Regions from separate parts of the Sus scrofa genome. Here all the other regions are linked to region 4. A link is a contact called in public Hi-C data. All regions are on one chromosome and are shown on one strand. The core of a region is the stretch at or near the end of the contact, and the rest is flanking DNA. Distances in the headings are between cores, read along the strand shown. Region 1 holds the start of IFT80 (intraflagellar transport protein 80 homolog). Region 2 holds the start of KPNA4 (importin subunit alpha-3). Region 3 holds the start of TRIM59 (tripartite motif-containing protein 59). Region 4 holds the start of NMD3 (60S ribosomal export protein NMD3).

Evidence for each region. A called contact is a pair of places that touch in the nucleus more often than the background predicts.
Region 1: a Hi-C map of liver shows a contact between it and region 4, with 7 times the contacts expected there. The contact joins the promoter of IFT80 here to the promoter of NMD3 in region 4. A contact is called at or near these places in 2 of 5 promoter capture datasets (fetal liver and liver), 3 of 47 Hi-C or Micro-C datasets (liver, retroperitoneal adipose tissue and skeletal muscle) and 2 of 2 datasets of contacts at active chromatin or transcription factors (alveolar macrophages and skeletal muscle).
Region 2: a contact with region 4 is called in a Hi-C map of liver, with 4 times the contacts expected there. The contact joins the promoter of KPNA4 here to the promoter of NMD3 in region 4. A contact is called at or near these places in 2 of 5 promoter capture datasets (fetal liver and liver), 7 of 47 Hi-C or Micro-C datasets (heart right ventricle, liver, retroperitoneal adipose tissue and 2 more) and 1 of 2 datasets of contacts at active chromatin or transcription factors (skeletal muscle).
Region 3: a contact with region 4 is called in a Hi-C map of liver, with 5 times the contacts expected there. The contact joins the promoter of TRIM59 here to the promoter of NMD3 in region 4. A contact is called at or near these places in 2 of 5 promoter capture datasets (fetal liver and liver) and 4 of 47 Hi-C or Micro-C datasets (heart right ventricle, liver, retroperitoneal adipose tissue and 1 more).

Annotation. Positions count from the first base shown.
Region 1 is chr13:100,076,859-100,083,624 of Sscrofa11.1, forward strand. It overlaps IFT80 (intraflagellar transport protein 80 homolog), which reads right to left and starts at 1,290. Exons shown (of 20, transcript XM_021069731.1): 1 at 885-1,290. SMC4 (structural maintenance of chromosomes protein 4) reads left to right here and starts at 1,291. Exons shown (of 24, transcript XM_005669952.3): 1 at 1,291-1,500; 2 at 2,623-2,766; 3 at 3,649-3,827; 4 at 4,281-4,472; 5 at 6,002-6,178. The coding sequence starts at 2,628. It overlaps MIR15B (microRNA 15b), which reads left to right and starts at 6,314; the gene lies at 6,314-6,411. MIR16-1 (microRNA 16-1) reads left to right here and starts at 6,471; the gene lies at 6,471-6,547.
Region 2 is chr13:100,250,332-100,256,486 of Sscrofa11.1, forward strand. KPNA4 (importin subunit alpha-3) reads right to left here and starts at 2,746. Exons shown (of 17, transcript XM_021069735.1): 1 at 2,373-2,746. The coding sequence starts at 2,441.
Region 3 is chr13:100,130,059-100,137,035 of Sscrofa11.1, forward strand. It overlaps TRIM59 (tripartite motif-containing protein 59), which reads right to left and starts at 3,059. Exons shown (of 3, transcript XM_005669954.3): 1 at 2,871-3,059; 2 at 1,827-1,903.
Region 4 is chr13:100,923,164-100,930,013 of Sscrofa11.1, forward strand. It overlaps NMD3 (60S ribosomal export protein NMD3), which reads left to right and starts at 1,522. Exons shown (of 18, transcript XM_021069741.1): 1 at 1,522-1,678; 2 at 2,247-2,303; 3 at 4,399-4,533; 4 at 6,404-6,500. The coding sequence starts at 2,260.

The DNA.
Region 1 (6,766 bases), core at 40-2,539, 850 kb before region 4:
ATATGCTCCTCAGGGCAAGGGTCATACATACTTACTTAGAATGACAATTTAAATTCATGCATAAAGAGGATTTATTGGGGGTTTAGTATGTCAGGCACCAAGTATTAAAAAGCTAAAAGGGGGAATAAAAGAGTTCCCAGTTCTCCATGTCAAGTACTTTAGAGCTGCTGAACAAATGCTTATTGGAGGTAGTCAAATCAACCAGTGGTTAACATTTGGGGGATTAGGATCGTGTTTGAGAATTTGATAAAAGTTCTGGGAAACTCCTCAGAAAAATTCACAAGCAGACATAATTCTGTACACAGCTAAAGGGGCAAGGGGTTGGAGATGGAGAGTGGAGGAGAGGTGGTATGAACAATCGCCTACCACCAGATCCATAAACTCCAGGTTAAAAACTCACTAACAAAACTAAATTCTCTGGGAACAGAAATACTACCTTGATAATCTTTCTTATGCCTGACACAGTGCAACGTGTACAAAGCTACTTAATATTTGCTGATCGATAATTTTTTCATAAACATATGATACGAGCAAATCGTTTCTTCTATTACGGAGTCTTTCAGCCAAATAATTTTAAAAGCCAGAAACCCTCTTTCGCTAGTGACGCTAACGACCTAATACTAATAACTCGAAATCCTTATTTTGCTATTTACTACAAGATCATTCACCAATCGAGGTCTTCTCCTTGTTGTCCCCCTACTCTCTCCAAAGACTTAGGGCTTCCTCTGCATCCCAAGAGCTACGTCCAGAGCCCCAGTGCTCCAGGGAGATGGAAAATAACTGATGCTCCAAGCTGCAAACACCCTAAAAGCAGGAAAAGTGGGTCCAGTAATGGCCACAACCTCTAAACTCTTTCCTCACTTCGTCCAGAGATAGAGATTTACCTTAAGTAAGTTCCAGGAAAGCAGTGGCGATCGCTCTCACAGGGGTGCTACCAGTTACCAAGAAGCCTCGGATCTCTTCGTCACCATAGCGACTTCTGAGAGCAGAGCGAACTCCCTCTTCCCGCGATACTTCCCGCCGCGTCACCCGAGCGGGCCCGAGACCCCGCCCCTAGCGAGCCCGCCCTCTTGTTAAGGAGCGTTATTGGGCTTCTGTGCCCGTTGTTTAGCTGTGGGCGGGGTCCCATTCTGTTTTCTTCCTCTTATTCAAAACTCCCAAAACTTTTTAAAAATATATTTTATATGAATGTTGTTGTCCATAGGCCCAAGGAAAACATTGCTTCGCTTTTCTTTTTCACTTAGAAATGTCCTCTGCCGCCAGGGTCCCGCCAGCATTTCGCGCATGCGTGTAAACGACATGAAGATGGCGACCATAATCGCCGCAGTTTTTTCAAATTAGTGGGTCCCAGAAAGCATTGCGCGCATTTGTAACGAATTTCCGTTCGAGTTTGTATTTTAGGCGCCATTTTCGAGTGAAGGACCCGGAGCCGAAACACCAGTAGACGCGGGGGGGTTATACAACCGTTTCCAGCCTTGGTCTGAGTGGACTGTCCCGCAGGTAAAGTACCTCTTTTCCTGGTAGAGTTGTCACACTCTTACTTCCTGCCCCGTCTGCCGGCACCTGGGAAGAAAAGGCCTTGAGCTGGAGCGGCCGAAGTCTAGGCTGAGGCTGCCGCCGGGAGGTTTCTCTCGCTGTCACCCCTCCCCCCTCAGCCTCTCCTCAGCATTCGGGGCTCCCGCGCGCTTCTTCTGGGCGCCACTTCTTTGAGCTACTTGGGCGTCGCTCAGGGGACGCGAGGGATCGGGGCTTAAGCTTCGTGGACTTCTTCTCAGAAAACTTGGTCCCGATCGGACTGTAGGGTTTCCCCTTGCCCCGGCCCCCTGCCTCTCTCTCTCTTCTCCCAAGGGACTGATTACCCGATCTGAGCCCTTACTGGTGACCTTTCCTGGTTTATTGCCTAGCGGGAGTCTGCCGCGGACACCGGAGGTACAAACCCCTGCTGCCCCAAGGTGATTTGAACCGGAGCCGGCACTGCCGGCCTCCGATTTGAAAATCGCGGGGGTCGACCCCATCCACTGGTCCCTATCGGGCAGTCGTGAGGACACCTCAAAGCCCGCGGGCGGTCAAGGGCTCCTAGAGCTAAATGGCGAGGAGAGGATAGTGGGCGGCGAGCAGCCGGTTCTTCGCTGCTCTCGGAAGTTGAGAGCCCCTCAAGCCTAAAGTTAATACGAACTCTTCGCTCTCAAAGTGTGTGCGCTTGTATTCCTAGCCCCGGGAGCGTGGGCATGTCGGTAAACGCCAGTTTACTTCGTTTAGAAATTACGTTAGAATATTCTTATACCCTTACCTTCGTCGGGGGGATGGGAAGGGAACTTTAGAAAATAAAAAGAACTAAGCTTGATTCCCCAAGCACGTCTAAGTTTTCCCACTTGCTTTGGACTTAGGAAAACGGATCCCGCCTTCTTGGCACCTCGAGGGGTTTTGTGCCTTCTTTCTCGAGGACCCGCTGGCGTTGAGCAGGGTTTTTAAACGGGGCTTTCGGAAATAGATGGACGGAATTTTCCCCGGGTTGGGTGGGGTGGAGGCTGGGCCCATCCCACCGCCGGGCCAGCGGAGAATGGACCCTCAAGGTCCTGCGGCTCGCGGGCTGACTTGCCGCCGGCTCTTTCTCGGCCCCAGCGACCATGCCCCGTAAGGGCACCCAGCCCTCCACTGCCCGGCGCAGAGAGGAAGGGCCGCCGCAGTCCCCGGACCGCACCAGCAGCGATGCGCAGCCGGAGTCGCCGCCCGGCTGCTCGGAGAGCCGGGCGCCTGCCACCGCAGGTGAGTAGCAACCGCGGGAAAGCGCATGGGGGATCCGGGTGTGTCCGCGCCCAACCCAGGACTGTCTGGTGTCTTGGGGCGCGGGCAAGAGGGGCTTCGGGGTTGCGGTGCGAACATCTCGTGTCGGTTCCGTAGACCCACTGAAGAAAGCGGTCTGGCGAGTTTCACAGATTAGACTATGCAGTTTCGGTGTAACGGTCCTGGAGGGGGATGGAGGCGAGTAAACAGCTTCAATTCTTAATTTCTGTTTATTGTCTTCTGTTTCCGCGGAAATCGACACTATTAGCCAGTAGTCAGTGGACTTTCTTTCAGACGGAGGCGGCGTGACTGTATGTTACTATGATGAAAAGTTGCTTGACCCTAACTTCACCTCCGTGGTCTTAAATTGTGTTTAAAGAGAAGATGATAATTTGCTCGAAACTACTGTAGTTTTTGTGAGTCCAGGAATTGGGTGACATTATGAAACCCTTGTGACAATGTCGCTTGAGCTCTTGCGTGTCCAAAGTTAAGGCTCCAGGTGCTCAGAGATGTAGAGAGTTGGCTCTAGAGCCATAGGATTTTACTACTTGTTTAGGCAAGGAGCAGGCTATCAAGTAAGTGGTTGTGGTTTCTCCAGATTTGCTTTATGATATAGTGTTTTGACTCCTAAGAGTTATATTTCTATAGAATTTTGTGACTGGTGGCATTTCTTTTAAGATTTTTTTTTACCCGAAAGATTCTCATTCCCTGTGAGTTTAGGATAATGCTATATTGAGTGAAAATAGAGATTCCTAGGTTTCATAAATAATATCTCTCCAGAGATAGCAGGCAGTAGTCCTCCGAACTAATTACACTAATGGAGGCTTTTTTTCCTTTGCCTTCCCTTTCTTTTAACTTACTTAGAGACTCCAAGTGAGGAAATTGATAATAGAAGTTTAGAAGAGATTTTGAGTAGCATCCCTCCGCCGCCGCCTCCAGCAATGACCAATGAAGCTGGAGCTCCTCGGCTTATGATAACTCATATTGTAAACCAGAACTTCAAATCCTATGCTGGGGAAAAAATTCTAGGACCTTTTCATAAGGTATTTGACCTTTTAAAATAACTTTTGTGAGGTAATGGGTCTTTTATTACAAAATGTTTCAATTTCATAACTGTTATATTTATCCTGATTGATACAGACCTTTTGTTTTCCTGTGCTTTAAGAACTGAAATTAGCCTTTGCTTATCTGGTTACCTTTGGTACCTGTTTATAAAATTCTCCTCACTGTATAGAATCAGAGGGGGGTTTGTTCCAAAGCAGTAGTTTCTCTTTATAAAAGTGAATTTTAAAAAATCTGAGTTAGAATTAGGATGTCTTGTTTTAAGGTGTTGAAGCTTGTAATAGAGGAGAACATGATGTATGAAAACTGCTATCTTTTAGCAGTGAAAACTTTTAAACGTTTGTAGTTTTGCTGCAAATTGAAAAAAAAAATTCAAATTAAAATCAGTAGTATTAGGGTGACCTTTAACTTTTTTTTCTGTTCTTTTTATGCAGCGCTTTTCCTGTATTATTGGTCCAAATGGCAGTGGCAAATCCAATGTTATTGATTCAATGCTTTTTGTGTTTGGCTATAGAGCACAAAAAATCAGATCTAAAAAACTCTCAGTACTAATACACAATTCTGATGAACACAAGGATATTCAGAGTTGTACTGTAGAAGTTCATTTTCAAAAGATAATTGATAAGGTAAGGGGCTTTTTAGTTTTTTGCAGCTTCAAGGAACACAAAGGATTTCAATACATTGCACATTTTATTATTTTTGTGTTAAATTGGCTTGTAAAAGTTAATATATGGTTAAAGAAAGCCAATATTGGTCGTGTTATCTCCTTGGCCCTATTTTCTTTTTGAGGAGTGGTTCTGGTGGCCGTTAAACTTAAAATATTAAAATGTTTAGCCAGAGAAATGAATCATAAGTAGCTCATAATATTGCTTACCTTTTTGGAATAAAACATTGAGCAGTTTTAGTCCTGAGTACCAAATAGATATTGTTACTATAAATTTTGTATTCGTTTTTAGAGTAATCTTCTTATTGCTTTTAATTAAATTACCTAAACTTGAAAATGTTAACAGTTGACTCATTTTACCACCTCCATCCCTTCAGTTCACATTAAATTTAATGTTATTAGTAGTTCTGTGTATATGTGACATGAAAGAGCTTTGCTTCAGTTTGAAGTAAACTACCCTTTTAAAACGGGAAGGATAAGCTAACATGTTTGTTTTCTAGAAAAGGAGACAACTATGGGTAAAATGTCTGTTTAGATTATTTACATGGCTCCATTGGTATTGTTTTTTTCCTTTTCTATTTAATAGTTAACTTTGGAAACGAATAGTTCAAAATGACTGGTACCTAAAAATGTAGACAACTGTATAGTGAAATGAGGATATGATTTGGCCTCTAGGTCTTATTTGGGTTTTTTTTTTTTAATTTTAATACAAAGAGCTTTAATTAAATTTACATGGAGGTATGTATTTTGTTTCTTAGTGCTTTTTTATTGTACAGTTTCGGTTGGAAAATAGATTGTCAGCAAATGAGATTTGATTCCATAGCCTATTAATTACATTTGATTTGTGTAAATTTTACAAGCCATTATTTCAAAATGATACAACTTTTAAAGGAAAGTGAGTTTTAATATTAAAGCAGACTTGCACTTCATTTTTTTAAAAATTTAATTTAAAAAAAAAAAAAACCCTGCGTGGTTGTCACCTCGTTGCAGTTCTTTTTACATACAATTAATTGCATAGTCTTCATCAAAAAAAAAAAAAAAACTAAGCTGTATCACCCACTACTTTCCTTTTTCCTTGAATCATCTCTTGCAGCCTTTTTTTTTTTTTTTTATGAACTAGTAATCTGTCAACATGGTTTAATTTGGGTGAGTTTGTTTTGGATATGGTGAAATTCTTGTCCCCCTTCATCAGTTTTTTGCTCAAATATGTTTTTAAGCTTAAAGATGGTGTGTTTTCTTTTTTGTTTGGTTGGTTATTTTGGGTTTTTGTGGACTATGAAGAAAGGATTTTTAAAAATTGGAAAATTGTTTCTATTCTTTCCTATTTTCTTTGCTAAGAAGAGTGTTTCTGAGAGCTATTATCAGTTTATGTGCATGTTCATTGATGTTTTTAATCCATAAAATTGATTTCAATGTGAAGTGAGTGAAATTTGAAGCAAACCTGATTTAATACCAACAATTGTTTTCTGGTTTTGTTTTTCCTCAAAACAGGAAGGGAATGATTATGAAGTTGTTCCTAACAGTAACTTCTATGTATCCAGAACAGCCTATAGAGATAATACTTCTGTTTATCACATAAGTGGGAAGAAGAAGACATTTAAGGATGTTGGAAATCTTCTTCGAAGCCATGGAATTGACTTGGACCATAATAGATTTTTAATCTTGCAGGTAAGTTTATTAAAGAAACATTAGAGGTTCTCTCGTCCTTGTTTTTGTAGGGTTTTTTGTTTCTCCCCCTGCCCTCTTCCCTGCACACCCCGTAAAGTTTAAGGAGTTTTTCCCTTTTGGATGTATCCTGTATTTTTGAGGCCTTAAAGTACTGTAGCAGCACATCATGGTTTACATACTACAATCAAGATGCGAATCATTATTTGCTGCTCTAGAAATTTAAGGAAATTCATTCAAAACTATTTTCATCATCATGTGTTAATTTTCTGTTTAGATGGACTGACATACTTGTTCCGCTCTAGCAGCACGTAAATATTGGCGTAGTAAAATAAATATTAAACACCAATATTATTGTGCTGCTTTAGCGTGACAGGGATATAGCAACTATCATTTCTGTTTGAATTTTCCTTTTAAGATAACATTTTAAATGAGATGTGTTATCTTGCAATAGTCCTTTTCCTGTACTTCTTATTCATAGTCTCTACTAATGTATACTCAAAGAAAAAAACCTCATATACTTGGTGTTTGACAAATTTAACCTGAAAACCTAACTAATTTATCTTTTGTATTTTTAACACTTAGAATGGT
Region 2 (6,155 bases), core at 1,496-3,995, 670 kb before region 4:
CATCTACTGTATTATTTACAGGTATTAAAAAATATATAATATTGTTCTAATACAGGATCAGCACTTAATTCTTATTTTGACTAAAGCAGTAAGAGATACACAGTAAAAGGAAACATTAATTTAAAAAATAAGGATCACCCGAAAAGTTTGGCAGCCCCATAAAAAGTTATACATAAAATAATTCATGAGCCAGTAATTACATTCCTAATAATTCTATTCCTAGTACATAACCAAAAAGAAATGAAAACATAGGTCCACACAAAAATGTGGAGATAAATGTTCAGAGAGCAGCACCATGCATAACTGTAAAAAGTGGAAACAATGCAAATGTCCATCAACTAAGGAATGGATAAACAAAATACAGTATATCCATACACTAGAATATTCATCTATAAAAAGGAATGAAGCACTAATAAACATTCTTGTTACAATGTGTTACGAACCTTGAAAACATTATGCCACCTAAAAGAAGCCAGTCACCTATTGTGTAACTCCATTTATACGAAATACCCAGAACAGGCAAATCTGAAAAGACAGAGAGTGACTGCTAGTGAGTTTGGTTGTCTTTCTGGGGTGATGAAAATGTTCTGAGACTGATTGTGCTGATGGTTGCACAACTATGTGAAAACTCCAGAAGCCACTTCAAATGGGTGAACTGTATGGTATGTGAATTAGATCTCAATGAAGCTGTTTAAAAAAAAAAAAAAAAAATGCAGCCAGAAATGTAGGGGTGGGGGTGGGTGGGATGAGAAGGATTTATCACACATTAATTGCTATTTTTATGGATTTTGTAACATTGTGGCATTTATTTTTCGGGGGTTTTGTAATTTGTAATTCCCCCCTCTTTTTAAATATCCGTATTAGTTTAAAATTTTCTTCATCAGATCATCACACAACTAGGTAAACTTACTGAAGATCACAAGTTCTACATTTAAATGGCGATTTCTCTGGCACGTGAATGACCTCAACAAAAATGTTAACATTTTTTTCATTAAAAAAGAGAGTATAAAAATTGTCTTATGTTAACCTTAGAACAATCACAGAATCAACCAGATACTTATATAATCCTTCAAACTAGGAAACCCACTAAAACAGCACTAGCTACCTTAGAGAGTGAATAGCTTTATGGAGAGCCCCCCAAATAGTTCCTCAGTCAAGCAAATGCTCAGAGTTCACAAACAGATGATGGGAATTTCAAGATCTCAGTATAAAAAAGTACAAAGAAACAATATAAAAAAATACTACTTGACACTTTCTCTTAAAAGTTAAACTCTTGATTCAGAAGAGAATGGAAATATCAAAAAAATGTATTTACCTAGACTCTTAAAACTGAAGGGAAGAAGTCTTCTATCAAAAATCTGTGATTTGTGTGTGTGTTTAACCTGCACACCTTCTGTAGCCTAAGAACCTCAGGAGCAGCTGTTACCTAAGATAATGAAGGGTTTTTTTTCATCCTTTTAAAATAATAAAAATGTGATGGTGCCATTCCACAGCCCACCCATCCCCCACTACCACCACCTGCAGGTGGAGGGAAAGGATACTGTAGACTAGAGGATGACAGCTTTGTATAACCCTTTGGACTTTATGAGTAAGAATGCAGCTGCTGGTCTCTCAGGAGGGGGTAAAGAGATTTGTGAACAAGCTGAAATAAGGGGTATCCTCTGCCTAGAAGAGGGCACACCGTGAGCCACATCTTGAATCAACTATATCCACAGTAAAACACAGGCCGCTGGAAGGCACTGTTAGCATCACCAGGATGGCCTCTCACGCCGGGGGTGTTTTTTTCAACGGAGAAGTTGACTCCTGTAGTTTGGATATTGGAGGGAGGCAGGGGTAAAGCGGGAGTCGGGAAGACCAGAAAAAATGCCTTTAAGTGGAGACGACTCGGACCTCGCTGAGGAAGTTCCGAGCCCCACTTGGTCGCCACACGCCCGATCTCCCACCTCCCACCGCCCTCCTTCCCCCTGCGCCAGACGTCGGTGCGGGAGCGAAAACCGGAATCTCCGCCGCTACCGGGGTAGGGGCCGCAGCCCTGCCCGGGCAGCGCCGCACACGCACGCCTCCTCCGCACTCGCCGCACCCGGCCTCCCAGTCGCGCTGCCTAGCCCCTCGCACTCGCGCCGGGCCGGCTCCGTGGGGCAGGCCTAGGCCGCGCCGGCCGTACCCCGGCACACCTCGCTCGCCGGCAGAGGTGGACCAGGCCCTAGACAAACTTCCCGGCGCGTTAGCACAGGCGTCACGGACTGGCCGGCCCCCAGCGCCATTCCCCCGCGGCCCGGCAGCGGCTCCCGCCCCTACTCCCTATACTCCGAGTCCCAGCGGAGACGACCCGAGGCCCACGGCCCCCACCCCTCCTGCGCCCCCGAGTTTACCTCCAAGTCGCGGCCTTTGTTCTTGAAATTTTTGAGCCGTTGGTTGTCCAGTTTCTCGCTGTCCGCCATGGCCGGGCCGGTGACTCCTTCCCCCGCCCGGGCCCCGCGGGATCCGCCCCAACCACCACGCCGCACCGACACTCCCAGGAACCGGGCCGCCGCCTTAGCTGCTGTGCTCGCCTCGCCGCCGCTTCCTTCCTCCTCACACCTGCCTCCGCAGCGGCCTTCTCCTCCTCTCCCGCCCGTCCCCCCCCCCAAGCCCTAACCCTTGCGCGACAGCAGCTCGGGAGAAGACAACTGCGGGGCCGGGCGGCGGCAACGGCGGCGGAATGTGCTGCCGGCTGAGAGGGGGAGGCAGCCTCGATCTGAGGGCCCCGGCGCCGCGGCCACGCCCATCACCGCCAGCCCAGCTTGCCGATTGGCCAACCAGACCCCGGTGCGCTCGACCAATCAGAAAGAACGATGGAGAGCGGGGGCGGAAGAGAGAACGGAAAGGGGAAGCGGGCGACTCTGGGAGGAAGGGGCCGGGGGGCCGGGCCAGGAAGGGAGGGGTGCGGCGGGGGCAGAGCTCGGAGGGACCACGTGCCTCCGGAGGTTAGGGGAAGGAACCGAAAGAGAATTGGAAAGGTTGAAGGGAGGCGGGAAGGCGAAGGGGACTCGCAGGAAAGAGTTGGTTTGCTTTTTGTTTGTAGAGCCCGCCCCAGACGTCTGGGGTCCGGGGTCGAAGCCGAGTTAAAGTACGTTCTTTTCGGTGCACCTTCTCTTCCAGGACATTCTTTGCGCGTTCTGCTGACTTTAGAGTAAGTGCAATCTGCGCTTCGGCTCCATCCCGGGTCCGGACTCCTCCGCTCCTTTTGGCCGAGCTCCATACCCTGGCAGTGGGTCCCTGCTTTCTGGGGGCCCAGCCGCGGGGCCTGGACTGACCAAAGTGACGTGCCTTTGCGAGGCGCAGCGGAAAGCGGGAGGGACATTGGGTGAAAGGACGCTTTAGACAAATGTGATTCATGCCCTCTAATCAAGTTCCCTCAACAGGTGAGAACTTGGAACGTTCTGATGATCCTTTGGTGTACCACCTCCTAGATATTTTGTCTTCGAAAGTTAAAGGAGCTCCCTGGCCACAATGTACTAACTTATGGAAGGCAAGGACTGTGGTACCTGACAGAGAAAATGTAATATTGTACTTCTGTTGAGAAAGGAGATGAGTTCGAAAGATATACATCTTTACCAGGAGTGTTATTATCAGAGGCAGAAATAACACAAGCTGTAAAAGAACATAATACCATATTTTAAAGAAGGAGAGAAAATGGGTTAGAAATATATTTAAGTACAATTGATAGCGCCTCAGATGTACAGGGAAATGTGAAGAAGTCAGCAGTAACTGAGGTCAGAAGGAAAGCAGGGCTGGGATTGAGGACGTTTAGAAGACTTGGGTGTGTTTAAATTTGGCTAGATAGGGAGAGGCGACCCTGATTTAAAGTCCTTTGAGAACTTTTACAACCTCGCCCCCTTCGCTCCCACTTCCATACGATTTTTTCTTTTTCTCTCTCTCTTTTTTTTTTTTTTTGTAGTAGAAAGTTTGGCGATAAAGCGTTTAAAATGAGAATAATACCTTTAAAATTCTCAATTCTTTGTGTACTTTCCGCTGCCTAGGCAAACAGAAGCTGTACCTGGAAATAATTGACACTGAAGGTTAACTTGAATGTAAATTCAATGCTAAGATTTTAAGTTTAAAACGTTGTTCATTGCAAATCTTTATTCTCCAAAGAATCATTTAATTGAAGTAACATTGCACATTGTAGAATTGTTTTCAGAATGGGTTTAGGATAAGAAAATTCAATTCAGAATCCTGTAGTACTAGGGTGTGATCACAGTTGTCTACTAAGACAGATGCAATACAAACAGTAAATAACCACAACTTGTAATTTTGCTTTTTTAAAATTTGTTTACTATCTGAAGTCTCTCTCCTTTAGACAGTGATCTCTCTGAAGTTAAGGACCATATTTATTTTGTTCTCTGTATATCTGGCACCTAGGTCTTGGCACGTGTAACTCAGTGACTGTCAAAGGCAGGACTTAAATCTGTGGAGAGTGTATGTTCCAGAAGTTAAAAACAAGCTAACACTTCTTGATTGAAAAGGTGATTGAGTTGTTAACCGTTTCTAATCTACACTGGGTTCCTTTTAAGAATTCTTAGTTTGAATTCATGCTCATTCCAGGGTTAAAGTTCAGGGAGTAGATCAGACATAGGTTTCAGGGCACACCCCTCCCCCCCACATGTTTAAAATTAGCTGTGACACACTTTTCTAATACAAATTATTATAATGCTTAGGAAGTGTTTGCTAGCCTAAATTTTTCATTTGAAATTATCATTACCCATTGCCACTCATTTTACATGTGAATGTCTGTACTTCTAGTTCTTCCCAGATAGAAGATACATAATTTATAAAAGGAGTAGAATATTTTTTCCTGGAGTTGGTAATAGATCTAAATGCAGATTGGCAATCTAATTGGCAAGATGGTATCTCTAAGTATAGTTAGGAAGTTTAAGAAGTTGAATATGCTGAACTAAGGAAACAGTAAAATGCTACTTCAACATAGACTTTAACAAATGGTTTTTGTGTATATGAAATATACTCATAACCAAACACAATAAAATTACATCTGAGGTCTGTTTTCAGATTGGATGTTTGGTGTCAGGTAACTTAATATCCTGACTTGTTACTACTTTGGTATAAGGAAAGACTAGAATATTATGAAGAAACAAGCTTTCAATATGTCATGAAATTCTCCTCTTGGAAGTCACTTTCTGACTAAAGGAATTTTTTCTGTTCTGCAGCAGAGATTTGTGAGAGGGTTTGTGAAGCTTTATACAGGTTTTAGTTGATCAAATGTAATATCGAAAATAATTAAATTGATAATTATATCATTTAAACAGTTTGGAATATTCTCATGATACATACATTGAATTGAAGATTGTGGAATCGCTCTTTAATCTAGAATATGTACCTTAGAGCTTCTGTTACTGTTTGGAGAATTATGTATGGTTTCTTGAGCAAAATTCTAGGCAGTATTTGCTGAAACAAGAACTTTTATGCTAAATATTATGTTGCTAAATCTTCACTAAAATTCAATTGGTGTTTTTTTATAGTTAGAGTGTTGGGTTTTTTTGAGAGAGAAAAAACATTGGACCTTTGTTAATATACTTTCATTAGGAAAACAGAATTGATCAGGTATTGGGGGACTTTGTTCATTCCTCTTTATTGCCAGAACTTTTTAAACTTTTGAAGAACCTTGAAAAAATTACTTCTTACTTTGAGTAAAGTCCTTGAAAGGTAAGAGATTAAAAGGCTAGCTGTTGATACTAACAGATGGCCAAAAAACACATGAAAAGGTGCTCAACATCACTAATTATTAGAGAAATTCAACTCAAAATTATGAGGTATTACCTCACACCAGTCAGAATGGCTATCATCAAAAAGTCTGCAAACAGTAAATGCTGGATGGGGTGTGGAGAAAAGGGAACCCAACTACACTGTTGGTGGGACTGTAAATTGGTGAGTCACTATGGAGAACAGTATGAAGATTCCTTTAAAAACTAATTATATGATCCAGCAATCCCTCTCCTGGGCATCTATCCAGAGAAAACTATAATTCAAAAAGTTACATACACCCCAAATGTTTATTGCAGCACTGTTTACGATAGCCAAGGCATGGAAGCAAACTAAATGTTCTTTGACAGAGGAATGGATAGGGAGTTCTCTTTTGGCACATGGATTAAGGATCT
Region 3 (6,977 bases), core at 1,809-4,308, 790 kb before region 4:
CACTTAAAAATACTTAAAATTCGGAGTTCCCGTCGCGGCGCAGTGGTTAACGAATCCGACTAGGAACCATGAGGTTGCGGGTTTGGTCCCTGCCCTTGCTCAGTGGGTTAATGATCCGGTGTTGCCGTGAGCTGTGGTGTAGGTTGCAGACACGGCTCGGATCCCTTGTTGCTGTGGCTCTGGCGTAGGCCAGCGGCTACAGCTCTGATTAGACCCCTAGCCTGGGAACCTCCATATGCCGCGAGAGCAGCCTCAGAAATGGCAAAAAGACAAAAAAAAAAAAAAAACTTAAAATGGTAAACTTTGTTCATTTTTTTCCAAAAGTGGTAATTTAATTGGATTTTAGAAGCATATTAAAATGGGATATGATTAAAAAATAATTTACTACCTTTTTCAACTGTCCATTATCTTGAAGAGATATAAATTTATATATATACATATTTTTATTTTAAAACAATAAAAAGCTTTAAAAATATTTAGTGTATTGCCTGTTATGCAACCTGTCTCCTGCTAAATTAATTTTAGAATCAGTTTATATTATTCTATACTTTTAAAAAGCAAAAGAACAAATTCAAATAACCCAAGTGAAATGTTATTTTTCTCCAGTGAATACTAAAAGCCTAAGTACAAATTCATAACTTAGTTCAAGATTTCCTCTTCCTTTTTAAAAGTTACCAGGAAGGAGCACTCCCATCGTGGCCCAGTGGTTAATGAACCCAACTAGCAATCATGAGGAGCCTAGCAACCATGAGGACTTCCATCAGCCTCCCTCAGTGGGCAGGCTTGGATCCAGCGTTGCTGTGGCTGTTGTAGGACGTTGCTGTGGCTGTAGTAGGACGACAGCTACAGCTCTGATTCAGCCCCGAGCCTGGGAACCTCCATATGCCTCAGATGCAGCCGTGAAAAGACAAAAGACCAAAAAAATAAGTAAATAAATAAGTAACTAAGAGGAGTTCCTGTTATGGCTCAGTGGCAATGAACCCTACTAGTATCCATGAGGATGCAGGTTTGATCCCTTGCCTCGCTCAGTGGGTTAAGGATCCAGTGCTGCTGTGAGCTATGGTGTAGGTCACAGATGCAGCTCAGATCCTGCGTTGCTGTGGCTGTGGTGTTGGCCGGCAGCTACAGCTCCAATTGGACCCCTAGCCTGGGAACCTCCACATGCCGCTGGTGAGGCCCTAAAAAGCAAAAAAAAAAAAAGAAAGAAAGAATAGCTACTTGGTCATTAAAAAGGAATGCAGATCTGCAGATCAATATGTAAATACATGGTAAAAAAGTATCCAGATAACCTAATAAATTCAACTTGGAGATCGCTATGTGTTAAATGTATTTGTCTGTATTAAGATGCACATATCCTTTTTTTTGTCTTTTGTCCTTTTAGGGTTGCACCTGTGGCATATGGAGGTTCCCAGGCTAGGGGTCCATTCGGAGGTCTTGCTGCTGGCCTATGCCAGAGCCACAGCAACACCAGAGCAGAGCCGCATCTGCGACCTACACCGCAGCTCCTTAACCCACTGGGCGAGGCCAGGGATCGAACCCGAAACCTCATGGTTTCTAGTCGGATTCTGTTTCCACATATCCTTTTAAAATTTCTAGGAGGACAAACAAAACAGTTAATAGTGACTAACGACTAACTTTAAGCTATAGATCAGATTAGGGAGTTGTTTACTTTTCACTTTATGCTCCATCTATATGTTTGCATTTTATACACCCACCAACATATCTTTTTTCAAAAGATTTAAATTTTTCACCTTACAGTTTGTCATACACTCAGTAAAAATTTACTGAAAATTTCTTTGATATTCACTTAATTTCCCAGAACTTACCACTTTGTTGACCTTCTGGTTTGAAGACTGAATATACTCTATCTTCTCCAACTTTTTCAGATGGTTTTATTCTTATTCTAAAATAAAAATAACTTTAATGTTCTGGATTTACATTCTCAAAAAAATACATTAAATACGATATCATAGGGAATGGCTGTTATTTCACTGCCTTTGATGTTTATGCTCTCTAAGCCTGTGTTTTCAGAAAAGTAGTGACAAACATCAAAAGCTGTGGAGCAGCAGGAGCGGCACCAACTGCACCTGGAAAATCCCAATAATCCTGTGACCAAGTAAGTTGTCACAAAGGACCTCTTATTAGAGCGTCAACTAACTTCGGAGCTCTTGAAAATATTCGCCAACAATGGTGATGAGGGAGCAAATATTCACGGTCATTTCAGACTGCTGAAAGCTAGTCGGAAGACAAGAAGCATCCATTTAAGTGAAGATTTTTGCCAGCTTAAAATTATAAATCTTGATTTAGGTTATTCCCATCAATACGTCTGTTCATCTCTTGGTTCAGCCATTTAAATGTTGAGAGATCCTGGGTCAGTTTTACTTAATGCCTCTCAAAACTGAGGTCTCACATCTGTAAAATGGGCATAATTACACCTACTCCTGTTAAATCCAATGAGAACCTCTCGAAAAGAAGAGGCCTAAAACAGCGCTACCCTTCCCATCCCCTACCCCAAAGCTAAGGGCAACTCCCCCCCTCCCGCCGCGGGGTCTCTCTCCCAACGCCCCGGCTCCCTCGGCTCCGAATCCCCGCGAGGTCTCCCAGCTCGGCGGAGCCCCGCTCCTCCCACCCTCACGCCACAGAAGGGTCCTTCCTCACGAAAACGCAGTTCCACACCGGAAGGGGGCAAAGAGGTTCTTCAAACGCTGCACCTGGGACGAACGAGAAGCGATGCGGCACCCAAGCCAGCCCTCTCCATCATTAAGCCCCTCGACTCTCCTCCAAACCCCGCAGGACACCAGCCTGCGCTACAGGGGAAGAGAGGGACCCAGAGCCGCCATCTCCAAAAGAAGAGAAGCTCTTAGACTCACCGTGGAGACGAGCGAACCAGGTACCTCCACCGGCTGAAACAGCTCCACAACCTGCAGTGTGAAGCTAAGACCTGCGCAGCGTACCCGCCCTCCTCCGCCCTGAGGGCCTTCAGGTGCCCAGACGGGGCGGGGCTCACGAGCCTTACAACGCAGGCGCAGTGTCCCGGCAACCTTCAACTGCGTGGCACCAGCCAATGGGAAAGAGCGCGGGGCCGTGGTTCGAAAGTAAACTGCCGACAGCTGGGGCCGGGCGGGGCGGGGGCGTGATCGCGTGGGCTGGGCGCGAGGACGGGCGTGGTTTCTGCGCCTGCGCACTATGCATGGGTTGCCACCCGGGAGCTAGGCAGGCGCGCAGCAGGGAGCCCTTCTGGCGGCGTTGACTCCTGCCTTGGAGGGCAACTGGGCGGTGTTGCAGGAGAGGCGGGGTCTAGCGGAGGCCGATGTTTTTTATAAAAAAGCTTCATACCACACCTTATTTAACCTGGATTTAAGCCGGCACGTCGTAAATGTAGACTTTAAAGGGCAGCGTCTTTCATCTGACCTCACAGGTTCCCTGAGCCCTGAGGGCAGACGCACCCCACTGGGCAAGCTCTGTCTTCTCCTGAACCCTGGTTTCCTTTTGTTTAGGGACTCTGGACACATAAACCCACCAAAGTAGTTGGTTCTAGCAAAGGAGGAGGGGGCTTCTGATTATTGAGAATTCTCGTGTAGTTAAAGAGAGCCGACTCTGGGAGAGCTAGTGGGACCTTAGGATTCAGGATCTCCCTGCATCTCTCCTTACTCTTCCTCCCGCTCCCCAGCCCCGCGCCCTCTTTCCACGCTGTGAAATTATTGCCTGGAGATGGCTGTTGCGCAGAATTCCTGACTTCCAATTCAATTTCTCCACCAAGTTCCTATTTCACTTTCTTAGTCCCAGACTCAGAAAACGCACAGTTCAGTAAGTCCTTTACCCTTTTTCTTGAGAAATCGTATCCAGCTGTATGTGGCTCAAGACAAACTCATCACAGCTTGCCTCTCTTAACAGCAGATAGAAGTCGATCACGTGTGCAAAATAGAACTGTTAGCCTCCATATACTGTGTATTGCCAGTACTTTCAGATCTTATGCTCTTATGCAGTAAATTACAGAAAAATAGTAAACAGAATAAATCACACTAAGGTAATAGCAGTGAGTCTTGAGTCAACCTCCTATATGTTTACCAATTCAGCTACTGAAAAGATTGCTTATGATGTGTGGATTCCACTGTAATGTGGTGGAATATATACATGTAGGCTTTATTGTGCACACAAATTTTTTATTTAAACATTGGTGTCATCCTGATAAGGAGTTTTCCTTTTTGTCAAAGCAATACGTTAATATCTTTCCATAGCAATAAATGCAGCATACTTTTATATTATTTTCTCTTTTAAAAAATGTAAGAGTGGGCGTTCCCGTAGTGGCTCAGTGGTTAATGAATCTAACTAGGAACCATGAGATTGCAGGTTCCATCCCTGGCCTCGTTCAGTGGGTTAAGGATCCCGCGTTGCTGTGAGCCGTGGTGTAGGTCACACACGTGGCTCGGATCTGGCGTTGCTGTGGCTGTGGTGTGGGCCCGCGGCTACAGCTCCCATTGGACCCCTAGCCTGGGACTTCCATGGGCAGCGGGTGCAGCCCTAAAAAGGAAAAAAAAAAAAAAAATGTAACGGTGATGTTAACTAGGGACCTTAGGTAATTATGATGTAGGTTCTTCACTTTTAACAAATGCACCACTCCAGAGAAGATATTGATGACGGGATGAACTATGCATGGAGAGGGAGCAGGAAATGCATGGGAATTCCCTGTACTTTAGCCTCAGTTTTGCTCTGAACCTAGATAAAAGTCTTGATGATTTTTAAAATTTTAATCATTAATGTCTTAATATTTTTTAATTTTAAATAATTTTTTGAACAAACAAGCACAAGCAGATACTAGTACTTTTTTTTTTCTTATTGCTCTTATTTCTCACACAAAGCCAGCATACTTTTTTTTTTTTTTTTTTTTTGGTCTTTTTGCCATTTCTTGGGCCGCTCCCGCGGCATATGGAGGTTCCCAGGCTAGGGGTTGAATCGGAGCTGGAGCCACCAGCCTATGCCAGAGCCACAGCAACACAGGATCCGAGCCGCGTCTGCAACCTACACCACAGCTCACGGCAACGCCGGATCGTTAACCCACTGAGCAAGGCCAGGGATCGAACCCGCAACCTCATGGTTCCTAGCTGGATTCATTAACCACTGCGCCACGACGGGAACTCCTAAATAATTTTTTAAAATGTAAACCCATTACAGTTAAAATGGATAAATATGGCTGAATAATGCTTTGAGTTACATTTTTTCTACCTGTTTTCTCTCTACATTCCTTAACTAAAAAAAAGTTTTTTTACTATAGCAAGAAATAGTTATCTCTTACTACTCTTTTTTTTTTTTAATTATTCTATATAACTGAGCTTTCTCTTACTATTCTTAACTGGCTTTTGTTTTCCAAAAATCTCAATCCGGGTGTTCTCTTGTGGCAAGGGGGTTAAGGATCCGTCACTGATGAAATGGATTAGAGAATTACACAAGACTAGCAAAATAAAAACTATGTGAATTATTTGTAAGAAAAAAATCTTAAAATTCAAAATGTTTGGATAATTAAAATAAATATGATGATGGTACAACAATTACGAACAGAATGTCCTAGAACATTGGATATTAAGTGCCTAAATTAAGAGATCTCTAAATGTATTTACACAATTGAGCATGTAAAAAAAAAAAAAAAATTTGACATATGATCCAGCAATTCCACTTCTCCGAAGGAAATGAAAAAAAAAACAAAAACTGCCTTGAAAAGACATCTGCATCCCCTTGTTCATTACAGCATTATTACAATAGCCAAGACATGGAAAAAAACCTGAGTTTGCAACCTACCTCACAGCTCACAGCAATGCCGGATCCCCCACCAACTGAGTGAGGCCAGGGATGGAAACTGCATCCTCATGGATACTGGTTGCGTTCCTTTCTGCTGCACCACAAACCAATATTTGTTTTTTGCCTAAGTTCACAGTGGGAAAGATACAAAGAATACAGGTCTTGTACTCAAGTTGCTTTTCTAAGTGAACACCGAGATATATTTAAATGATAATATCAGATAAAATGTAACTGGAGTAATTGTACAAGGAGTCCAGATCTGAAGCCATGGAATTCCTCAGATTGCTGGTGACTAGTGACCAGTTAAATGGAGCTGCACATAGGTGACCTGAGTTCCATAGAAGGGTTTCTATAGTAGATACAAATCAGAATGTCTGCCCACCTCACAATTAGATCCTTATTGGTCGTAACTGTACTACACCACCTTTTCTCTGTTTCCTATATTCAGAGTGGTTGGATTTGCAGCAAGCAAGACAAGTCTGAGATTGACTAATGTCTTCCCAACCCTGGTTGGTATCACAGCTGAAAAATCAAGAAACATTCATCTTTTTAGAGTTCTGTTGTGGCGCAGTAGGTTAAGGATCCAGCATTGTCACTGCAATGGCTAGCTTGGGTCACTGCTGTGGCATGGATTCGATTGCTGGCTGGAAAACTTCTACATGCCTTGGGCGCAGCCAAAAAAAAAAGAAAGAAAGTTTTAGAGACAGGGGAATAAAATATGTCTGTTGTTCAAATCCTCTCCTGAGCCACTGCCCTATTCTCTTTTAAAGGAGAAAGATGAGGACTTTTCTAGTTACGAAGTCCCCTCTTACTCGACACATGACAGTGTACACATAATCCTACATATTCAGAATGGCAAATGCCAAATATACATGTGTGCTAAGGCCCTAAAATAGTTTATATGAATGGTAATATATAGCTCATTTTCTTTCCTTTTCGGGATGCTCTTAGTGTTTATAATAACCAGAATTCACTTTTTTTGTTTAACATTTAGGCAAGTTTGGACATAGAAGTATATGTTGTGATCCTTCTTGTAACCTGCCTCATTTCTGAGATTTTTCTAGCAATATATGAGTAAACACCAATAAATTTTAGAGAAAGCATTCAAAAGAGTAAGAGGTTGTCATCTCACATATGCAATAAAATTAATTACAATGGCTAATGTTTACTGAGCACTTACTAGG
Region 4 (6,850 bases), core at 272-2,771:
CTTCAGAACTGTTTTATCAAGTAGATAATTTACCAACATATATTGAGGGTCTGTTTTGTGTTAAGTGCAAGGAATACTGAGAATAGACCTAGACTGCTCTCCATGAGCTTGAACTTGTGGAACAGTGCTGTTAGCACTCTTACAGGGGCATACACCTCCTGTAAACATTTTATAAGACCATACCTGAAGGAGGAACCTCTATTTCAGACTTACAACTTCCAGACTTACAGCTTCCAGAACTGTAAGATAATAAGTCTGTGTGTTTTTTTAAGCTACAGAATTTGTTATATTTCATTACAGAAACAATGGAAAACTAATACGAGGTGTTTGAGCTTCATCTTTAAGGTCGAGTGTTTCAGATATAAGCAAAGGAAGATTACTTCCTTCAGGACCTGCCAGTTGGTTTGTATGTCTGAGTGCTTAGGAACGTGACAGGTTATGTCATGGTCAGATCCTGAAGGGTCTTTTCTCTATGCAGAGAAATTGGAAATGCTCCAGATCATGACCACTCAAGAATTAAAAAAAGTGGAGTGTAACAAAGCCAAATTTGCATTTGGAAGGATGGATTGGAATCTGGAAATAAGGAGGGGGAGATTACTTAAGTACCCTAGGCAGTAACTTGGGGGTCTTCTTTGTTTTTATTTTTTGTTTTTTGTCATTTTAGGACCATACCTGTGGCATATGGAAGTTCTCAGGCTAGGGGTCCAATCTGAGCCGTTGCTGCTGGCCTACCCCACAGCAATGCCAGATCCTTAACCAACTGGGTGGGGCCAGGGATCCAACCCACATGTTCCTGGGTACTAGTCCGTTCATTACCACCGAGCCACAACAGAAACTCCTGGGAGGCCTTCTTTGATCATGTTCTATAAGATGACCATAATTATTCCTTGAAATTTGGGATTAGAAGACAGAAAAATGATTGCCTTCTTCAAATATTTGAAATATTGTCATGAGAAAGAGTGATTAGACTCTTTCTGATCTGCTCTAGGGTCAAGGTATATATAGTCATAAGGAAATATTTAGTGCACTTTCCGGAAGCACATTCTAATAATTAGATTGGTCTAAAAATAACAAAGACTTCACAAATAATTATTTCTTACATATCCTTCTTTCATCTATTCAACAAATATTCGTTGGAGCAGTTAGGATGTGGCATTAGGAATATAACAGCAAACAAAATAGACAAAGGCACTGCCCTCGATGGAGTTTAATTTCTCTGTATAATGTAGTACCATTTATCTACAACTTTTATATAATCATTTAATCAAGAAGCAAGCTCCGAATAGGGATATCTGAAAAGTGACTTATATACTGGCTTGAGTGAGCTCTGGCCAGGGAAGATCGGGAAGGATGATAACCAAACAGAAGAGCTGTAATGTTTCTTTAAGTCTCAGGCGCCTTAGGACAAGAGAGCCCCACCTCCTCCCCTCCCCCCGCCACTCCCCCTTCTTCTCCCCTTCCCCCTCCCGACTCCTCCCCTTATTCTCCCCACCGCTCGCCACGCCCGCACCTTTCTCCGCCCCCACCCGCTGCTGTGACTCGCTGCTCTCGGCCCGCGGGATCTCGAGCTCTTCTCGCGAGATCGTCACCATCCCGGAGTCAGCTGTGGTGGCCTCTGACTGGGCGTTAAGTGTGCGTTCGTTTTGGGGCACCTCTGGATCTGGCCCAGAGGCATTAAGTAGGTTCTGGGGGCCGAGACCTGGGCTGCAGTCGCGCGGGTCCCTAAGAAGGAAGGGGACAATTCCCTGAGTTGTGGGCCGACCTCGGGCCGCGTGCTCAAAGCGTGTGGGCCGGCAGCCTGGAGCCCGCGTGAGGTGTCACTCTCAGGGTCGGGGTCGGGTGGAGATGGGGGTTGGCCCGCAGGCGCGGTGATACCGCCCGCAGACTCCTGCAGTATGGGTTCTAGGCACTCCCGGTGCCGGCCTGGGGCCGTGGAGTTGGGGGACTGTCAGGGCGGCCGGACCCAGCCAGCCCCCTCTTGCCTCTCCGTGGGTTCGCCCGGGTTGGCGCCAGGTGACGCTTGAGGTCAGCGCCGGGTTCAGTGGCTCGAGGGTTTGTAGAAACCTCCGAAATTCGCTTGGTTCTGTTAGAGAAATCACTTTCTTTCAAAGGTACTAGGTAGAATGTGTTTTTTCTCATTTGTTGCTTTGCGAGGCTTGGCTGCCTTATTCAGAGGCAGAAGATTTGTATAAACGGATGAGTAGACGAATGTCTAAATCTTAACTATTTTCTCTTTTTAAAATCAGGGTATACAGAAAAATGGAGTATATGACAGAATCCATCAACCGTACACCTGGACACATGTGAGTCGCATGCCTTTTCCCCCACTCTCCTTAAATTTCAAAATGTTAAAGTGAGTCTGAAACTGAGTGTGGGCAACGCCTTTCTTTTGAGTGAGGGGATTTTTCTGTCTTAAGTGGGAAAAATGAAAAACTATTTCTTGAGAAAGTCGAATTCAGTTTTCACTGGAAAGTTTGTGGTGGTAAATACTGCTTTTAAGAGTGTTAAAATAGTCACTATACATTCTGCTAGATTGGCATCAGCCATAGACTATACGTAGCTTTTTAAATTTTAAGTAATTAAAATGTAGTAAAATTAAACACAGTTCTGGAGTTCCCGTCGTGGCGCAGTGGTTAACGAATCCGACTAGGAACCATGAGGTTGCGGGTTCGGTCCCTGCCCTTGCTCAGTGGGTTAATGATCCGGTGTTGCCGTGAGCTGTGGTGTAGGTTGCAGACACGGCTCGGATCCCACGTTGCTGTGGCTCTGGCGTAGGCCGGTGGCTATGGCTCCGATTCGACCCCTAGCCTGGGAACCTCTATATGCAGCGGGAGCGGCCCAAGAAATAGCAACAAAAAAGACAAAAAAAAAAATTAATCACAGTTCTTCTGTCTACTATCCACATTTCAAGTCCTCAGCCGCCACATGTGCCCAGTGGCGACAGTTGTGAACCTCAGAGGGTATTAGAATACTTCTTTTGGATAACATCAGTGATTCTTAAACACTTTCTGTCCCCAGTACAACTATGGTTATGATGCTTCCATCAGTTACACAAAAGAAGTAGACATGATACTTTTTACATCCTTTTTTTTTTTTTTAATTGTCTTTTGTCTTTTTAGGGCCACACCTGTGGCATATGGAGGCTCCCAGGCTTGGGGTCAAATTGGAACTGTAGCTGTCAGCCTACGTCAGAGCTGCAGCAATGCCAGATCCCAGCTGTGTCTGCCACCTACACCACATCACAGCTCATGGCAACACCGGACCCTTAAACCATTGAGCGAGGCCAGGGATCTAACCTGCAACCTCATGGTTCTTAGTCGGATTCGTTTCCACTGCACTGTAATGGGAACTCCTTTGACATCCTTTAAAAATTCTTTTGGCGTTCCCTTTGTTGCTCAGTGGGTTACGAACCCAACATAGTATCCTTGAGGATTTGGATTTAATACCTGGCCTGCCTCAGTGGATTAAGGATTCCACGTTGCTGTGGTGTAGGCTGGCAGCTGCAGCTCAGATTTGACCTCTAGCCGGGAACTTCATATGCCACAGGTGCAGCCCTAAAAAAAAAGGAAAAACAATTTTTTTTCTGCTTTGGGGTAAATTTTTACATTTTGACAGGCCCTGTGTTATACTGAGGCTTTAAAAAAATTGCCTTTGGGAGTTCTAGTTGTGGCGCAGCAGAAATGAATTGAACTAGCATCCATGAGGATGTGGGTTCAATCCCTGGCCTTGTTCAGTGAGTGGGTCTGGGATCTGGCATTGCCGTGGGCTGTAATGTAGGTCACAGGCGCAGCTTGATCCCTCGTTGCTGTGGCTGTGGTGTAGACCGGAAGCTACAGCTCCGATTTGACCCCTAACCTGGGAACTTCATATCCCGTGAGTGTAGCCCCCCAAAAAAGCAAAAAAAATTACTGCCTTTTGACTATAAAGCTGTCTGATGATTACTATTAGCAGTAATTTAGACCTTCTATGTCCTTTGCACATTAACCATATTTTTAGGATTTTGGGGATTGTGGTCATCTCTGGTTTTTTTGTCTCCAATAGGCCAAGGTTTTTTATCTGCTACATCTTTGGAGATTGCTTTAAGTCTGTTTTTTAAAAAGGGCAGAGATATTATAGCCTATTTTTTTATATTTTTATTGAAGTGTAGTTGATTTATAATTTGTGTTAGTTTTTGGCATACAGCAAAGTGATTCAGTTTTTTATACACGTATATGTACATAATTACATATATATAATGGTTTATTACAAGATATTGAATATAATTCCCTGTGCTATACAGTGAGACCTTGTCTATTTTATATATAGTAGTTTGTATCTGCTAACCCGTTTGATAGCTTTTTAATTAACCAGTGCACTTACAAAATCTAATTTTGAAAATGTATGCTTTATTTATTTAAGCCTGTGCTGCGATTGTGGTGTCCCAATTAGTCCAAATCCTGCCAATATTTGTGTGGCTTGTCTGCGAAGTAAAGTAGATATCAGCCAAGGCATTCCAAAACAAGTTTCTATATCTTTCTGCAAACAGTGCCAAAGGTATGGTTCTGTACTATTTTATACTACTTAGAGTTGCGCCACCAGGGTATACTGAGATTATGCTAAAATACATGGGATAAAGTGCATGAAATTGAGATTTAAGCTTTATTTATGTTGGTGTAGCTAGAGGTTTTAGAATTTGTAATTTTGTAGTATACTTTCCTAGTTTACCCTACTAATTTGGCAACATTTGTGTAAAGGTATTTGAATCTTGAATCTGTTCTTTTTCTGTTAAGGGATTAATAGGTTGATATATACAATTAATAGATGCAAGTTGATGTTTTTAAGGGTAAAAGCAGATTTTAAAGACATTAGTGTTAATTACCATGAAGTTTTTGTTTTTACCTTCAATTACTAGGAGCCATGTATGATTAAAAAGCACCTTATTTTTAAAGTAATTCAGCAGTGTATTTTAAAAATTGTATCTATTAATGTTCCCACGAAACTAAAATGACTATAGTTGATGGAAGAAAAGCTCAGTATATCATATCTAGGATAATCTAGGATGAAGACTGGATTTGAAGGCAGAGTTCTGCAAGTTAGTGATTTACCTCCTTTATTTTCTTTAGTTGTTGGCATAAACAACGTATCTAGTAGGCCACTGAATAACACAAAACTGCCCATTGAAACGCCCATAAAGTTATATGCCTTTGATTTCCTGAATGGATTAGGACTCTAGTGGTTCTTAACTTTTTTGGGGGGTGGGGGAAGGGGACTCATGAATCTCTTTAAGAATTTGAAAACTTCATGTCCCCAGAATAATACATAAAACATGTGCATGTATGTAAACACTTGAAACTTGTGTACTGTTTCAGGGAGTTTATAGATTGTAAGTTTACTAAGGCAGGTGTGAGACTTAATCTATAATAAACATTTGCCGTTAGGAGCATTGTGTATTCAAAAAAAAAACACTGGATGAAGAATAAGGAGACAGCTGTCTTGAATTTTTCACAAACTAGTTCTTTGACACTCTTGGCCACTTAACCTCTCTAAGCCTTAATTTCTTCATCAGAACAAAGAGACTTGCCGTGGGAGCGGCCCAAGAAATAGCAAAAAAGACCAAAAAAAAAAAAAAGAACAAAGAGACTTTATTAGGGGATATATAAGCCCTTTCTAACTCCAAAAACATGCTTATAACAAAGGGACCTGTATAAGGCTTTTCAGTGAACCTTTAAAAGTGAAAATCAGAATATTTACTTAACAAGTAGGGCAAAAAAGAAAATTCATGTAACACATTTAGAAGTATAACATATTTAACAATCTATATTGAGCATTTACTGTATGTTAGGCACTGTTCCAAATCTTGAGCTGGCTGGGCTTAAAAACTTGAAGTATATGCGTAAGGGCTTTAAATTTTAATTTAGTCAAATTTTATGTAATATTTTAAAACTTGAGTTTTATAGTTTGAAATTTGGAAGGCAACTTGAAGTAGATTAATAGTCTAAACTAATTTTCATACACAGTATTAGGTACTAATTTATCTTTTTTGTGCGAAATAAACAGTTTGTAAGCATTTTAGATGTACATTATAAACCTTTTTAATGATAATTTGAGATGATCAGAGCATAGCTTCAAAGTACTCTTGGCATTTTGTCATCCTACTGTAATTCTTACTGGTACTTAAAGTAATGACTTTTTAATAAGTTATTTCAGATTGACTTTCTCAAATAGCCAGAATTTTACTTTTTTAACTATGCCACTGGTCTAATTAAAAGTTTTCTGGAACTATTAAAATATATTTGGGTTAAATGCTCAGATCAACCTTGAGTATTATTATATCTGGTTAATAATCATTGTTATATCTCAATATTTGGTGGAATTTTTTTTTCCTGAGAGATGTTGAGTTTCAGTGTATTATCTTTTCTCTCAGATATTTCCAGCCACCAGGAACTTGGATACAATGTGCATTAGAATCCAGGGAACTTCTTGCTTTGTGTTTGAAAAAAATCAAAGCTCCTTTGAGTAAGGTAGGTCAAATAGCTAAATCATCTTTTGTAGGGGTATGTGTGTGTTTATGTTTGCTTTAACCTCTCATTTTTAGGAAATCTTTCTATGAATAGATTTTTCAAAGTAACTATTAAGAGATACTATTAATGAGCACACTACTACAAACGCTGCTTTCATTTTTAAAGTTATATATATTCTTTTGTCATGGAAATGAAAATCCTTTCACTTTAAAAGATTTAGTATGGAACCAATTTTTTCATTCATTATTGTCAGAAATTCTTATGTGTAATAATCTTTTCTGAAAATATTTATATAAAACCATCACTAAACAGTTTAGGAAGTTATAATATTAGGGCTGGGATTTGGGTTT